Linked DNA regions of Sus scrofa: region 2 is linked to region 1. Evidence: chromatin contacts called from public promoter capture Hi-C data. All regions are on one chromosome and are shown on one strand. Each heading gives the region's core, a stretch centred on a gene start, on an enhancer-like site or on the middle of the called end of the contact. The rest is flanking DNA. Distances are from core to core; before and after follow the strand shown.

The links. Promoter capture Hi-C pulls out the DNA fragments that hold promoters and counts their contacts.
Region 2: a promoter capture Hi-C map of fetal liver shows a contact between it and region 1, with 3 times the contacts expected there. The contact joins the promoter of CEBPG here to the promoter of RHPN2 in region 1. A contact is called at or near these places in 1 of 5 promoter capture datasets (fetal liver) and 1 of 47 Hi-C or Micro-C datasets (liver).

Annotation. Positions count from the first base shown.
Region 1 is chr6:42,889,243-42,893,018 of Sscrofa11.1, forward strand. It overlaps RHPN2 (rhophilin-2), which reads right to left and starts at 2,098. Exons shown (of 15, transcript XM_021094286.1): 1 at 1,898-2,098. The coding sequence starts at 1,966.
Region 2 is chr6:43,163,177-43,166,952 of Sscrofa11.1, forward strand. CEBPG (CCAAT/enhancer-binding protein gamma) reads left to right here and starts at 1,726. Exons shown (of 4, transcript XR_002344626.1): 1 at 1,726-1,943; 2 at 3,234-3,317.

The sequences.
Region 1 (3,776 bases), core at 848-3,347:
CACTAGAAGTGCCCTTCCTCCTCTTCCTCACCTGTAAAATGCACGTTTCATTCAAGGAGCATTTGTTGTAGGACAAACTGGCTCAGATCACACATCGGGTAAGGTTCCACATCGTCACCTTTTATTAGCCGCGTACAAAGAGCATTCTTTCGAGGAGGGCAACGAGAACGGTGAACATGACCAGGTCTCATTTTCAAAAGAGATGCTTCTGATTGCAAACCAGTGATTCATCTTACTTTGCACCCATAATTCTCTTTTCTACCAGCAGAGAAACTGCACCTGAGAAACAGTCAGCCCGGAAAGCTTTCCCCGCTCCCTTGCCATCCACTCTTTCTTATGCACACACACACCCCTTGGGAAAACCTGTTCTGGAAGACATAAACGTCACAGGGGTTCACTATCCCTCCTGCCTCTCCCTCTATCATTTTTCCCCAGATGCTGCTGTAGGTCCAGACCTCCACCTGTTCAGAGGGCAAACAGCTGGGGGAGGAAATCAATCCTAGAAGAGAGGCAGCAACTTGCTGGAGGCTACACAGCAATTTGGTGGGGGTGGCAGTCAGGCTGAGGCTCTAGAACTGAGACCTAGGGATTCCCAGGCCTGGCCTCCTTCTGCAATTCCATGGCCTGTGATCCTCTGTACCAAATGCCACACATAATTAGAAGTTATAATCCTGTAATTCCGTGATGACATCTTTTAACTTAAATACATTCTAAAACTACATTTTTTTTTAATGCTAAAAGCAAATTTAACCAAAAAGAATTTTTTCCAACTCTCTCCTCACCTGTTTGCCATTTCCCTTCCTGCCATCCCCTGGGGCCTTCTCCTCTTCACCAGAGAGCAAAGGCCCAAAGGCAGCGTCAGGGGAGCAGGAGGAAGATGCCAAGAGCATTCACTGACTGGATCATTAGGTTTGGAACAATTAAGAATTGATGGTTCTGTGGGAAACAGTTTCACTGCCCTGTTTATAATTACGCCCTCTGCCTTCGGTCATAAACGTTATAAAAAACAGTTTCTCAACCCACCCAGTCAAATCTGGCCAAGCGCCAAAAGCTATTTTTAGACTCATGGGGACGGACAAGAAAGAAGCTGGAAGGTGTCCCCGTGACTGCCGGCTCAAAAGCACCTTGCAGCCCAAGCCTTGCCACCTGTGGGCAAGTAGGTTGGGTTGGGATTGCTTTTGAGGGACTGAGCTGCGAACTGTTACCTTCAGGGCGGGAGGCCACGTTGTGCGCCAAGCTCCCACGGAGCCCGCACTCCCCGCAGGTCTCCCCAACAATCGGATAAATCCGCTTTAGCGTAGAGAGGGGGCGAGATCGCGGCCCCCACGTCTGCGGTGCGCACGCCCTCCTGGGCTACTCCGGGCAGAAAGGCTGACAACGCCCAAGGACCCCTCCCATCCTCTAAAAAAATCGAAGAAGCGAACCTTGGAAGCATTCTGGAGAAAAGGGGAAGACCAACCTGCCTGAGTTGCTGTTTCCATTTCCCTGCTCCCGCCCGGACCGAGCGCTCAAGTGGAGGCTGCGCTCGGGTCCCCACGCGCCGCCAAACCGAGGGCGCTAGTGCATTGGGAATCCGTCCCTTCCCAAGGCGCGCCGGCCGGCCAGCCAGCGGGGGAGACCCCGAGCACCCGTCCTGGCCGCCTACTCCGCCGGCGCAGGTGCTAGGCGGCCCAGCGCCCCCTCAGTCCCGGAAGTCACATGCACTCGGCAGCCAGGTACACCGCAGCCGCACCCTTCACCCCCAGCCTCCGCCCGACGCGCCCCAGGCCCTGCACCCCCTCCCCCTCCCGGCCCGGTCGACCCCGTCGACCCCAGCCTCTCACTCCTCAGCCGCTTCACAGCCTGGGGTAAAGAAGTCTGGAGCCTGCAGACTCCCAACCTGCCCGAGGCCGCTCACCTTCCGAAAGTAGCCGTCGCCCTCCTTCTCCAGCGGCTGGGGGGCCGCGGGCAGCAGCGTGTCAGTCATGCTGGCGGCGCGGGCTCGCAGGACGGACTGAAGCTCTGTGGCGCGCTGGCCTGAGAGGGAGCCTGGCCCCGCCCCCGTCCCGCCCGCGCGGCCACCCCTCCAGCACTGCCTGAAGCCAGACCTGGAGCCCCGGAGACTGGGCGGGACCCGCCGAGACCACGCCCCAGGACCCGCCCCTGCGCCAGATTGGCTGCGTGCAGCCGGCGCCCCAGGCGAGGCGGTCACCAGCTAGAGCAGGATCCCCCCGCGCGTTGCTAGCCCTCTTTCAGCCTCGAGGCTTAAGCTAGGCGTAGTCTTTACCGCCTCAGCCCCGCGGCGCAAGGGCGGGCGGGAGTGGGAACCCAACCTTTCGTCTGGAGCCGTAGGAGTAAATGCAGCGCGTGGGCGTAGCGCCGGCTTCTCACCGGAGAAGCGCGCACACCGTGGAGACAGTGACTAGACCCGAGGCAGGTCGAGGGTGCGGCCGGAGCGCTGGGCCTTGGGTGGAGTGGGCAGGAACAACTTACGCCAGAAGGGACCCCGAGGCGAGTCTGGGACGCTGAGGAAGAGTTGGCTGCCCCACCGAGGGCCTTGGTGGGTGGCGCAAGCGGGTTGGCGTATTGATCAACGCCTCTGTCCCCCCACCCTCACTGCAGAGACTAGGAGGATCCGCTGGGGGTTGCGAATAGCGAGGAGAAAAGGTTCACCCAAGGAGGGATCCGCAGAAAAGGTTTAGTGGCCAATAGACTTCGAGGAATGTCCTTGAACACTTTTTTTTTTTTTTTTAAGAGTCCCAGCTGAGTCACATGGAGGTTCCCAGGCTAGGGGTGGAATGGGAGCTGTAGCCACCGGCCTACGCCGCAACTGCAGCAATGCCAGATCCGAGCCAGCGGCTGCAACCTACACCACAGCTCAGAGCAATGATCCTTAATCCAGTGAGTGAAGACAGGGATCAAACATGAGTCCTCATGGTTACTAGTCAGATTCGTTCCCACTGAACCACGATGGGAACTCCTGAACAGGTTTCTTAACCTCAGTTTTCTCAACTGCAAAATGGGCTGGATCACCCTCTCTCCAGATGGTCGAAGGTATTATAAACAAAAGCGGTGTATAAAGCGCCTAACTGCACGGTAGAGACGCGAATCGCTTAGGAGGCAAAGAGGGACTCCTGAGGACAGAGCTCTCGCTCCCTCTCTCTCCCTCCCTCCCTCTCCCTCTCTCGCCCTCTCCCTCTCGCCCACCCGCCTCTGATCAGTGGACTCAGGAGGTAGAAACCTAGCAGACCTAGAATCTGGACTGGGGTACCTAAGCCAAGACCCTCCCCTTCCCTTCCCGCCCCCTCCCAGCTCACGGAGCCTCGTCCCTCCTGGCCGCAGCCTGGCAGTTTCTGCCCCCTCCCCCAACCAGAGGACACCTTTGCGCAGTTACTGCTGCGTTTGGCAGGTAGAACACAACACAATGTGCTTGCAAAGTAAGCCAAGCGTTACCTTTTCTCTCTCTCTCTCTCTCTCTTTTTTTTTTTTTTTTTTTTTTTTTTGTATTTTCTAGGGCCGCACCCGCGGCATATGGAGGTTCCCAGGCTAGCAATCTAATCGCAACTGTAGCCGAGGGCCTAAGCCACAGCCACAGCAGCATGGGATCCTTAGCCTACTGAGCGAGGCCAGGGATCAAACCCACAACCTCATGGTTCCTAGTTGGATTCGTTAGCCACTGAGCCACGACATAACTCCAGCGTTGCCTTTTCTTAAAAAAAAAAAAAAAAAGAAGGGGGGGTTCATGAGATTTTAAAAACAAAGAGTAAGAAGCGAATCCGGGTGTTGAAGACACACCA
Region 2 (3,776 bases), core at 476-2,975, 270 kb after region 1:
ACCAGGCTCCCCTCTCAGGCTACAAGACATTGTCCATCTCATCCATCTCCTCTGGGGCCCTGTGCTTCGGCCACTCTGGCCTTAAATTTCTCCCATCTCAAGACCTTTAGAGAAGGCATTCCCTCTGATGGGCAAATCCTACTCATTTTACAGGGCTTTCCTAACCCACAGGCCAGGTTTGATTCCCTTCCTATAATCTCTCACAGCATCTTGCACTTCTTTCTTGCAATAGCGATGGAAATCGTAATTAGAAAATTGTATGATTATTGAATTCTGCCTCCCTTGCTGGAAGCATAAGCTCCATGTGGGCAGGGACTGTTGCTGAATCCCCACAGCTTAGCACATAGTTGGCACTAAATATTTGTAAACTGAGTAGAAGAATTACCAGCCACCAGCTGAAGAGGAAATAAATACTCTAGTCTCCCTGGCGTTGAGGAGACCTGCTGAGTGTGGAAGAAGACCTGCCCAGACAGACTCAGAGAACATTGGAGCAGCTTGGCAGCAAGTTTAGCAAACCGGGGGATAAGGAACACATCTATACAGGTTTTTTTCCTTTTTTTTTTTTTAATTGATTAGGAAATGGTGAGGATGAAATTATGATTCTGTGAGTAACAAAATCGAATCCAGTTTTAATATTGCTAAAATCGCGATCAAAGAAATTTTAACTCCAACCACTGCCCACCAAAGTGAAAAGTACTGGTTTTGGTGATATTGTGTCATTCTACCAAGTGTGCTTCTACAGTCATCAGCGTTCACTTTTGGCTGCAGCCCTTCTTATTATCTTTTTTTTTTTTGGTTTGTGTGTGCAAATGTTTTATCATCTCTTCATTGATTCCTCGAAACAGTCCCTTGCAGAAAGCTGGTACCATTGCCTGGCGAGGAAGAAACGTTTCCTCTTTCAAAGACTCCAGTTTTTGGACGATAAGAATTGCTAAAGAGGAAGCAATCAAATCTATCTGCCTCCACCCAGCTCGCTGCTTCCTGGTTGTAATACGCTTTCAGATTCTCCTGTGAATTGTCTTTGACAAATAAAGCTGGATTGCCATTCATTTTTTGAGATCAAGTCTCTCAGTCTGTTCACCTGGAAGACAGCACATGGCAGTCAGGTAAACTCAATTATTTCCTCCGTAACCACAGTCTGTACCGAAGTGACATCAATACTAATCCCACATTGGGAAAATTTTCCTTCCTTCGTTTTTCACCAAGTTTGCAGCTGCCTTCACTGCCGTGAGGTCCGGGGCTTCTCTCCAGACTCCATCCGGAGGGCGCGAGTCGCGGTGAGGCGACCGTCGGCCTCCCAGCCTACGAAGAGGCGAGCCCGGTGGGCCGTTCCGGGAAACTGTCCCTGGAAGCGACTCCGAGGCGGGGCTCCCTGAGAACGTGGTGAAACCAAAACAGAAATTGGTGATTCAAAAAAAAAAAAAAAAAAATCATCTCAGAAAATTGCGCTTTCCAAAGACAGGTGTTGCCTTCACAAGGCTACAGTTCTCCAATGCCTCCAACTTTGACAGAACCTTTTGAGCGGCGGGTCGCCCACGTCTTAGGATGTCTCCCCACGCGTTCAGTCCTGGAAACTAAGGCCGCTGCCGCCACCACCCCTGCCCATCCTAAAGCGCCGTGGGCTACGCCTCCGCCACGTGCCCGCCTCCCGCAGTCAGGCCGCTCTCGATTGGCTAGCGGCGCTGCCAATCCCAGGGGGGGCGGGAGCAACCCGTAGGCCGGCGCTCCCATTGGTCGTGGAGGCGGCGGCGGCCGCGCGCGCGGCCTGAGCGAGGAGGGGAAGCCGGTGGCTGCGGCGGCGGAACGGGCGGAGGCTCCCGGTTTCGTAACCGTCGCTCCACCTCGCTGACTCGCGGGCTGCTAGGCCTGGGTCGGGTCCGGCCGTACCGCACGGGGCCGCTTAGAGTGGAGGCCGCCTGGGGGCAGGCGGGCTAGTGGCGCAGGTAAGGAGGCCGCGAGCGGGCTGAGAGAGTTGGGAGGCCGCGGTGCTGCCAGCTGCTCGCGTGGGCGCGGCCCCAGCGAGAGGAGCCCCGGCCCGGCCCGGCCCGAGGCGGCCGGCTTGCTGGGAAGGCCCCGCGCGGCCCGCGGCGCGGGCGGCGGCCCCGCGCGGCGTCTGATGCAACCTGCCGGCAACACCCGGCGAGGCCTCTGAGCTCATCCCTGGCCCCGGCCCAGCGCCGCGGCGCCACCCGCCGACCCCCGGGCTCCCCCGGCGCCCCTGCTGCCGGCCCGGGACGGGATGCGAGCCACGCCGTGCCCCCTCCACAACCCGGCCCTCTGTGTGTGCAGTGTGACAAGCCAGGCTCGTATTGGCCCTTGGGGATAAAGGGTGTTCCCAGAATAGCCGAAGGTAGACCTTATCTTAGTGGAGTGCCACCTAGGTTGTTTCCTGCCCCTCCAGAACTACGCGGGGTCGGGTAGCCGAGAATCGGATTCAGAAGTTATTAGAGTAGTCAGGGAAGGCAGTTGATTTTTTAAATACGTGATTTTACGGAAATAGTATGGTTCCTTATGGAGCTGTACTTTTGAATACCCTTCGTTTGACTGTCGAACACCGGTTGGGTGAACGTGCAGCAACCACGAGTTGAATGGAGCAGGGGAGGGCAAGAAATGAAGCGCTTCGTTAGCATGCTCCGAGGGAACATGCTGAAGCTAATTGCCAGCAGAGGTGTCTGGGTAGAGAGGATGGAAGTGTTAAAGGGAAGGCTACTCTGTTCTTTCAAGTAAGTTTGTGTGTTTTTATGCTTCAGGAGGTTTACTTGTCTGGCTTTTCTGTTATCTGAGGTTTATTTTGTCATCTGGTTTCTTAAAATGTGCTTTTAACTTTGGTGGGTTACGCAAAAATTGGTAGTTCTGTCTCCCAGCCTACACTCAATTGAATCCGTACTTGAAGAGATTATCCTTTGGACAGATAGGTTATGGGACGCTCAAAGAAATTTTTGAGATAAAATACTGATATTTCTGCATCTAAAAGTTCTTGGTATTTAAAAGTTAAAACCTGGTCAGCTGTCACTACTTGAGTAGTATTTGGGATAAAGCTATCCTTAAAGTTGATTTGCTATTTTGGAATAACAGTGTAAACAGGGCTAAACCATCATAGGATTCTAGTGAGTTGGAGAATTTTTCAGTTTCTCAAGTCTTGCTTCGGGCGGGTGCAGTTGGCTGATTCAGTCATTTTAATACTTGCCTAAAACACATAGGTGGGAGCAAAACTTCATTTTTTTTTTTTCCAGAATGCCCTCTAAATTCTCAAGAGCACATCATGACTGTTGATCTTGGAGAGGTGGTTTCATCCTTAGGGATTTAAACAACAGCTGGTGAGTCCTAGGTAAAGACAAATAGGATCTCATGGGGCTGAATTTGGTTCTGTGGTCTAAGATTTGCTTCACCTGATCGCAAAAATGGTAAACGCAGACACAATTCCAGGTTTATTGTGTATTCTTGGGCACCTCTGTGGGTTCTTGTACTGGTAGGTACAATGGTCTCCTACCTTTTTGGCTTTCTAGACGTATCGGTAAAAAAAAAAAAAAAAAAGAATTGCGATTGATTCCTTAATAGATGTGTATTTATAAATGTTTCTTTGTACTATTTGTGTGTGTTGTAAACACCACCAAAAGTAGATTGAAAGATGACCAAAAAAAAAAAAAAAAAAAAACCCATCCAGGTGAACATACATTCTTTTCATTCTCCAAAGGACCACCCGTGTACTCCCTGAAGGGATGTATCCTCCTTCAGGGACCCCTGTTTTGGGTCATGAAGGGCCAGCAGTGACAAAT